Linked DNA regions of Siniperca chuatsi: region 1 is linked to region 2. A link is a contact called in public Hi-C data. All regions are on one chromosome and are shown on one strand. Each heading gives the region's core, a stretch centred on a gene start, on an enhancer-like site or on the middle of the called end of the contact. The rest is flanking DNA. Distances are from core to core; before and after follow the strand shown.

The links. A called contact is a pair of places that touch in the nucleus more often than the background predicts.
Region 1: a Hi-C map of skeletal muscle shows a contact between it and region 2, with 2.4 times the contacts expected there. The contact joins the promoter of zbtb11 here to the enhancer-like site in region 2. A contact is called at or near these places in 2 of 3 Hi-C or Micro-C datasets (liver and skeletal muscle).

The regions. Positions count from the first base shown.
Region 1 is chrLG6:25,344,056-25,348,112 of ASM2008510v1, reverse strand. zbtb11 (zinc finger and BTB domain-containing protein 11) reads right to left here and starts at 1,778. Exons shown (of 10, transcript XM_044199383.1): 1 at 1,236-1,778; 2 at 313-563; 3 at 1-188. The coding sequence starts at 1,545.
Region 2 is chrLG6:25,296,535-25,300,501 of ASM2008510v1, reverse strand. nme7 (nucleoside diphosphate kinase 7) reads right to left here. Exons shown (of 11, transcript XM_044199370.1): 10 at 1,979-2,086; 11 at 618-1,397. The coding sequence ends at 1,365. atp1b1a (sodium/potassium-transporting ATPase subunit beta-1a) reads left to right here. Exons shown (of 6, transcript XM_044199380.1): 6 at 1-1,316. The coding sequence ends at 173. Among protein-coding and RNA genes, the nearest start is that of atp1b1a, 10 kb to the left of the region's middle. Within about 2 kb of position 2,356, the one cell type or tissue checked has an H3K27ac peak away from gene starts, as active enhancers do. A contact at or near this core is called in liver, where this site is marked.

The DNA of each region.
Region 1 (4,057 bases), core at 529-3,028, 48 kb before region 2:
TCAAAAAAGAGCTCATTGAAGTATTCGCTGCATGCTGCCAGTACAGCTTTGTGTGCGCGGTACTCCTCTCCTTCGATCAGTAGAGTGATGTCACAGAATTGATTGCTGAGGCGCTGCTGGTTGAGTTTGTCCAACATGGTTTGGCTGTGTTTGGGCAGGAACTGATTCACCTCACCTTTGCTGTCCACCTGGAAATAGCACACACACACACACACACACAATACACACCAACAAACGACTCCATTAACAAAAGACTCAATTGCAGGAGAAGCAATATGATACCTTACACAAAAACAAATCTGTGAAACATACAAAGACCAGTTCGTGCTTGGCCATCGTCTTGGCCAACTTGGATCTCAGCTGACAAGTTGGGTCAGTGAGGAATAAACTATCATCTCCCTCTTCTTCCTCCTCTTCCTCGTCCTCCTCATCATTCACGTTGGCAGCCGCCTTGCGTCTCCCCGGCCGGGAGAACAGTCGAGGTCCAGAGCCGTCATCAGCACTCCGCCTGCTCTGACACTGAGCACACTCTCTGATGTGGTCTTTGACATTCTTCAGGATACCTGAAGGCGTCAAAAATAAAAGGACACGTCACTCACAGTGACAACGCCATCATTGTAAACTACTCCAATCAAAATTTGGGCTGCAGAACTAAATTATTTTCATTATCTGACAGTTATTTGCCCATCTTAATTGCCCAGGCCCAATGTGTTCACACTGCTTGTTTTGTCTGATTAACAGTCAAAATCCCAAATATATTACATTTTCTATCATAGAAGACTAAGAAAACGGGAAAACATTGACTGAAACCATGAATTTTTAGCATTTTTTCCTTAATTAGATATCAATATTTGCCCCTAGTACATTTTTTGTATTTATTTTCTCTTCCTGTGTGTAGAGATGTAGACTGTTTGAAAAGTCAGAGTGGTGCATGCACGTGCAATCAGATGGTTAGTCAAGTTATCCAATGTCATTTAGCAACTTCCCGTCCGTCTCGTGGTCTTTATACGTACTTAAATTAATTCTCAATACTGCGGATTAAACGGTCCAAGGACAAATACAGCTCTAACTAACCGCTAGATGGAGACAGAGAGTAACTCTGTATCGATGTGACGGGTGGCGTATTTTTTTTTATACAGGCTTATGTTTACACCGGTTCACCAGCTGATTTAATTATCTAACAGTGACTAACGTTATATCTACGTAGATACTGTGGCTTGGCTTCAGTATCTTACCTCTCCACCAGTAATTCTGAGAGATAGACTCCCAGGTGAGTTGCTGGTTGAGGTGCTCCCCTCCTTCAGTAATGTGCGCCTCGTTGATAAGTTCCTTCCTCCGGCCGTCCTGCAGCACCACCTCCAGCTCTGTGAAGTCATTCTGGCCCTTCAGTCGACGCTGATAAAACAAAGTCCCGTTCCGCACAACGTAGCAGGTAGCCGCTTTGCGTATTTTTCTTTTGGTATTGCCAGGCGTCCCCGGCGCATATGGCTCCCGTTCATCAGTCAGATAGCGTATGATGGCCAAGTAGCTTTCTTCGCACGACATGTCTCAGCTGACCCGCGTTTTCCACGCTGAATGATGAATTTATTTCGAAGAGGCGGGCCCTCTTCGGCTTATAAAAGTGTGATATAAATTTTATACGGCGCTCAGATAGTAGATAACGTGAAATAGAAATGCCACAACAACATTTCAAATTGTTTCCTAAGGTGGAACTGCAGTTTGTAACCGTCAGGGTAGACTTGCCCGAACAGACAAAATGGCTGCTGCACAACCGGAATTTGCGTAAGCAATGGCGGAAGCACGTCGTGAGCATTATCCGCCACAAGAGGGGGCAATGTGCAAACTTATGCCACCGTAGAAAGGCAACACTCTCATGGTCACTTTAGAATTTTTTCAAGTTATTTTTATAAGTAGGCTATCATTATTTGATTTTGTCCTTATTTCTGGCAGTTATGTTTCTCAGTTTTATTGTAATGAACTAAGGTAATGACAAAATGACATATACTATATATATCTCTGCAGTAGTAGTAGTAGTCCTTCATTTTTTACTCTGGAACTGTTGGTCTCAAGTTAGATTGACTCAACCAGATCTCCTATCCATTGTGGCAGTCCCATGTATGAGTTAAATAAAGAAATATTGCAGAATCTAAAGGTAAATTAATTTGGAGGCAGTCGTAGCGCTAAATTATACTCCAGTGGTTGAGTAAAAGTGTGTAACTACTCTTCCAGTAACATATTAACTGCATACTTGCATACATGGTACATGTTTGGAGACGGTGCAATTAAACCAGACTGATTCCAGTTCAAATGAGTCCTTTAATGGCTTAAGCATCCTGCCAATAATATACACATATAAGAAAGTGGGGGCACACTCCCGTGTGAGTCCCTTGAGTCAAAGGCAGGTTCATTTGAGTTGAAAGTTTTAAGGCAGCAGTTTATATTTCTGACTTCCACCTGGACCCCGAAATCATTTAGTCAGACTCTCCTTTTCACTGTCCAAGGTGAAATCCAAGGATGATCGAACATTTTCCATTGTTCCCCCCAGCTGTGGAACAGTTTACCTCTCACTGTCAGGTTTTCCCTCACTGTTGGCATTTTAAATCCTGTCTAAAGACCTATTTTTTACATTAGCTTTTCAGTCTACACAACCATTTGCTGCATTATTAAATAAAGCTGGGTTGATTGGCATTACATTAGTATCACTTGCTTTTTTTTTTTCAAGTGATCAAAATCGTGAGTCAAGTGAGATGAGGTTTTGATTCATTTCCTATATGAAAGTATTTTTTGTGTGTGATATTTGTCACTATGAAAGCAGGTTACTTGAAGAACACCCCACAGAGTTCATACATGGATACTCTTGCTTGTAGGCAACATTAAAGACCACATGTTCCCATATGTCCATAGAAACACATGAAATCAGCTTTTCAGCTCTAATATTTGGCACTGAAGAGATCAGGCCTAGTTTTGCATAATTAGCTTGACAGAAGTGTCGATAAGCTAACCCTCTCAATGGTGGAGATAAGTCATATATCTGTGTGTACTGTACACAACACATTCCACATTAGCTTCAGTTATGGGACAAGCATCCCGAGTGTCATTTATCACCTCCGCTCTTTAGATAAAAAGTCTTTCCAACAGGGCCAGCTCTCTGAGATTTGAAAGAAATGAGATAAAAGTTACATTTTCAAAAACAAAGCACAGTTTACGTTTTTTCATACATACAGGGTCTGATACAATACTGACGTCTGAGAGGAAATTCTCTTTTTGTTTTCATCCTCCACACCGAGGTCAGAGAGCAGAGACATGAAGAGAATGATACTCTCGTGGGTGGTGGGGATTTCTCAGTACAGGGGCATGAAACCAGCCTCTTAAAAGATGCTCCATCCTAACCACTTACTGATGTTTTGATTATTAATGATTACTGATTGTTTTCATTATCGATTAGTGTATCAAATATATTTTCAAATAAGTGATTAATCACTGAATCTTCCCACCATGCTATCGGCTCTGTGAGGCTGTACACAGCTAACGGCAACATGCTAACATGCTCACAATGACAATGCTAACATGCAGATGGTTTTTATGTTCACCATCTTGGTTTAGCATGTCAGCATGCTAACACTTGCTATTAAGCAAAGCCACAAAGTACGAAAAGTAAGTAAGAAAAGTCAGGGGATCCACAAAGTAATTAAAATTCATCCTGAGAGGGACATGAAGGTCTGTTCCAAATTTCATGGCAATCTATCCAATAATTGTTGAAATACTTAAGGCTGGACCAAAGTGGTGGACCGGCCCGACATTGCCATCCCTGGAGCCACGGCGCTAGCGTGGCTAAAAAAAATTGCTCATCACAAGATCTCAGAGCCCAAGGTGACCTCTTCAGTTTACTTGTTTTGTCTGTCCACCGCACCAAAACCCCAAAGATATTCAGGTTATAATGATAATCAACAGAGCAAACAGCAAGACTTAAGATTAGAGAGGCTGGAATCAGTGGAAATCTGACTTGGTACCATAAATGCTTTAAGGTTTAAGGGAACAGGCCTTTCAGGCAACTTAG
Region 2 (3,967 bases), core at 1,107-3,606:
GCAAAATGCTGCACCCCCAGTACCTGCAGCCTCTGGTGGCCATTCAGTTTACCAACCTCACTTTCGATCAGGAGCTCCGCATTGAGTGCAAAGTATATGGAGCAAACATCGGCTACAGTGAGAAAGACCGCTACCAAGGACGTTTTGATGTTAAGTTCACAATCAGCTCGTGACCTCAGCCATGATGAGCACTCTCATTTTGAAACAAATAAAATGTAGAGCAATTAAAAGAGTTCAGATAAACACCACTAGTCTTTGAACATTCATAATATACAGGACCCATTCATAATATACAGGACCCATTCATAATATACAGGATCTACACTTAATCTGTGTGCTTTACATTAGCTTTTCTGTGTGTTTGTCGAGGGTTAGAATGTAAAATACAAGAGTAGCAATAGCAAATATTTATTCTACTGTACATGAAAATATTCCTTGAGCCATGGGATGTGTTCATCGATTACTGTAAAACTGCAATTCCACTACTGACGTGTAGCGAGCTGTGTTTCTGTCCCCAAAGTATTTCATCCTAATGTGGTTTCTATATATTTTTGGAGTGTCCAGTGCTGTAGTCCAGTCCTGTTGTAACCTCTTCTGTCAGCTTTAGTGGTCCAAGGTGTGTGTGCGTGCGCTCGTGTCTGTGTGCAGGTGTGTTAGTTTATGTGAGTGTGTGGAGTGTGTGTTACTGTGCTCTGACTAACTGAAATACTAGCTAATACTAAGGTACTCTGAACCTTTAAGGCCCCTATATGAGTAAATGACTGCGCTCCATGGAACCTTTTTTTTGTGTGTGTTTCTTTATCCAAGTTGTTGAAGTTGACTGTGGAAGGATACATTTGTACACCTTTTCTTTGTTGTTCACATTAGCTGTAGGATATGGTTTGATGACATTTCTGTTTGATACTCTTACATCTGACGATTCTTAATTCATAGTGTAGAGCTTTGTGGGTCCAGCCTAGAAGACTGTCACCTCCACGGAAACAGTGGCAACTCAGTGCTTTGAAATCTGTTTTGCTGGAGACATCACATGTCGTGATGCTACTTACTATTGAATGTTTTAGCCATATTCATGGTGGAAGAATTTTATATTTATGCAGTTGTACATTTTTTTCAAAGTTTAATGTATGAATCCAATACCAAAGTCGCTGGTCAAAAAGTTAAAGAATATCAGAGGCAATGCAGTATCCCGTGTAATAAGATGTGTAGTTGGTGTGAAAATACTTAATTCAATGTTACAGATCAAAACTGTCAAGAGTCTGCTCTTGTCACTTTATTTAATCTGCATAAGGCTGAAACAATAAAACAGAAAAATGAGACAACTGTGAAGTCTTTGAATATGTAGTTACATGTTTTCTCCTTTGCATTCACCCATCCAAAATCTTGAAGAAATACTGCACCTGTAAAAGGAATTGAAAATGAATTACAGTACCAACTGAATCAAACCTAAACATCAAAGTATCAGCCAGTCCTTCCTCTCTAATATTAGAAGCGTGACATTGTGAAAGTTCACAGAGTAAATTCTCCTCTGCACAAGCCCTTTCTTGGCCACTATGTCCCAGTCTTGGGAAAATGGCAGCTTAGTCAGTCACAGGCTAATGTTTAACAAGGAGGCATTTGTCCAGGCTACAGATCAGGAGTTTTCCTGAACAATGACGCTTGATGGGTCAGACCCACTCCCTGCAAAACAATGGTTTTGTTTCAAATTCCTCTGCCATTCTTGTTCTCCTCAAAACCAGAGTGAGCTAAGGTTGCCCCAGCCCACAGAGCAGAGTCATGAGACTCGTCTAAAGACATGGCTTCACAAAGTCGGGGGTTTTTGTTCTTGGCTAAATGCAAGGTAATTATTTATGCATGGACTGAGAGACAATGAGGAAACCTATTTTGAAGGATCCGTGGAACTACACAGATGAAATAATGTGGGTGTATTCTACGGTACACAGAGGGTACAATGTGCGTGTGACAGTGACACACCACCCACCTCCAGAACACTGTCTTCAGGGAGGTCTGTACAATGGACTGCGTTTTTCACTTTGTCTTTGCCATAAAGAGCACGCAGTGTGGTTGGACGAAGATGCCGGGAAATTTCCTGTTGAAATAAAAACATCTTGACTGTGATTCCTTCACTGATAAAACAAATCAGATTATTTTAGCATTCAACTCAGTATCGCAAACTTGGAACAAAAAAAAACAATGACATGAAAATATCAAATCTTGTGTGGATGATAGAGTGGAGTTTCGAAACTGAACATCCTGTACTGTAAGGCATGTACTAAGACAAAGTGATTACTCAGCAACTACACATGTGATCCTGTAGAGGAAGTGACAAAACACTGACACTCAGCAAACTTTTTTACACACTGAATAGTGGAATAAATTACCATTCCTTCCTATTTACATTTGAGGATAAAAGAAATGTTAACATAGCATAGTCTCAGTCTCTTGCTATAATACAGGTATTGTTGATACTTCTAGGCTTACTAGTAACACTTTCCATACCACTCCTTTCTATATAGTGCAGTTCTGAAACTAATCAAATACAATGTCCATACCTTTAAATATTTTCTCATCACTGTACACAACAAATACATTATGGAGACACTGAGTTCTCCTTTTCATTGCTTTTTTCTCCAGGCAGTAACTTTATCTTGAGTGTCGGTCTATTTCCTTTCAACATCAGACACTCCCAAGGTCACAGCGGGGCTCTCTTGCCCTTTGGTACTTGGTGCCTCCAGGAAATGCAACCCTCCCACAGGGTCTGCCATCAAGGGAGGGACAATATGTGAATAATTACTTCACCAAGATGACTATTAACTCTTCTTTCTTAAAGGAAAGCAACATTATACAACGTGTTGGGAAAAGCAAATTCTGTGATATTTTATGCTTTTAAAAAACAGCCTCACACAGGTATGTTTGATCTTGTTTGAGCAGTAAGGTCAACAACAAAGCGAATATACATAAAACTGATCAAAACTAACCACTGTAACTGAAAAGTCTCTTTGTTTTTTATCGGAGAATCAATAATATAACAAGTTACAAATGCATTCACATATGTAAAACACCACCTAAGGTTTGTTTTGTCTGTCTTACGGCAGGGAACCATTTCCTATGACAAGTTCTTTATCCTCCAGTGGTTTATAGAGCGCACACAAACGGCAGGAACAAGTTTCAAGGTCATAAATCAACCTACCCTTCTCCTCCAAGCCGTTCATTGTCTCAAATGAAACAAAAGCCTTGTGGAAAACGAGTCTCCTGGTTCAAATGATTCTACAACACGACATTGAATTGACTGAAAGAAAGAAATTGTTGCAAGGATCATGGGAACTGTGGGTCAGCGGGGTTCTATTTTAGCTCCTTTCCAAAGAGTGTTGCATTTTGAAGTTACACATTTGCTTAGGATGTTAAATTAGGAAAGTTATTATTAATTACCATCATTTATTAATATCAGTTGTGAAATAATCATTGTCAGTATAATACAGTATGTGTCAGTATGTTGTGGGTTTGTGTCTAAGGAAACTACAAACAGCAGCCTGTGCATAACTATCTGCAAAATAGCCCTGACCAGGCAGTAGCCAGTTCTTTATGTGTCCCATGCTACATGAGACTAAAGCCAAAGATGGCGAAGGGGCAATTAGGGGGAGATTTACTTCGTGATAAAAGAATTCTTTGCAAAGCACTGCTCTCTGTAATTGCATTAGTTACCCATGAGTGACCTGCAGTCAGAGTTTAATTTGATTTTAATGAGTCCCGTAGTTTGCTAGACTGATGTTCACGTAATGGCCGCTGGCTTTTGTGGACAGTAATGGCAGGGGCCAAACCTGGTGGTTACATGACCATCCAGAAAATCATCAAAAAAGTCTCACGCCTGATCCTTCTTGCACCGCTGACTGTCCAGCCATGCTGAAGTGAGGGAGCCTGTCACATGCATAAGGCTGCCAGTGTGGTCTATTCTACTGTGCAGCACATTTAT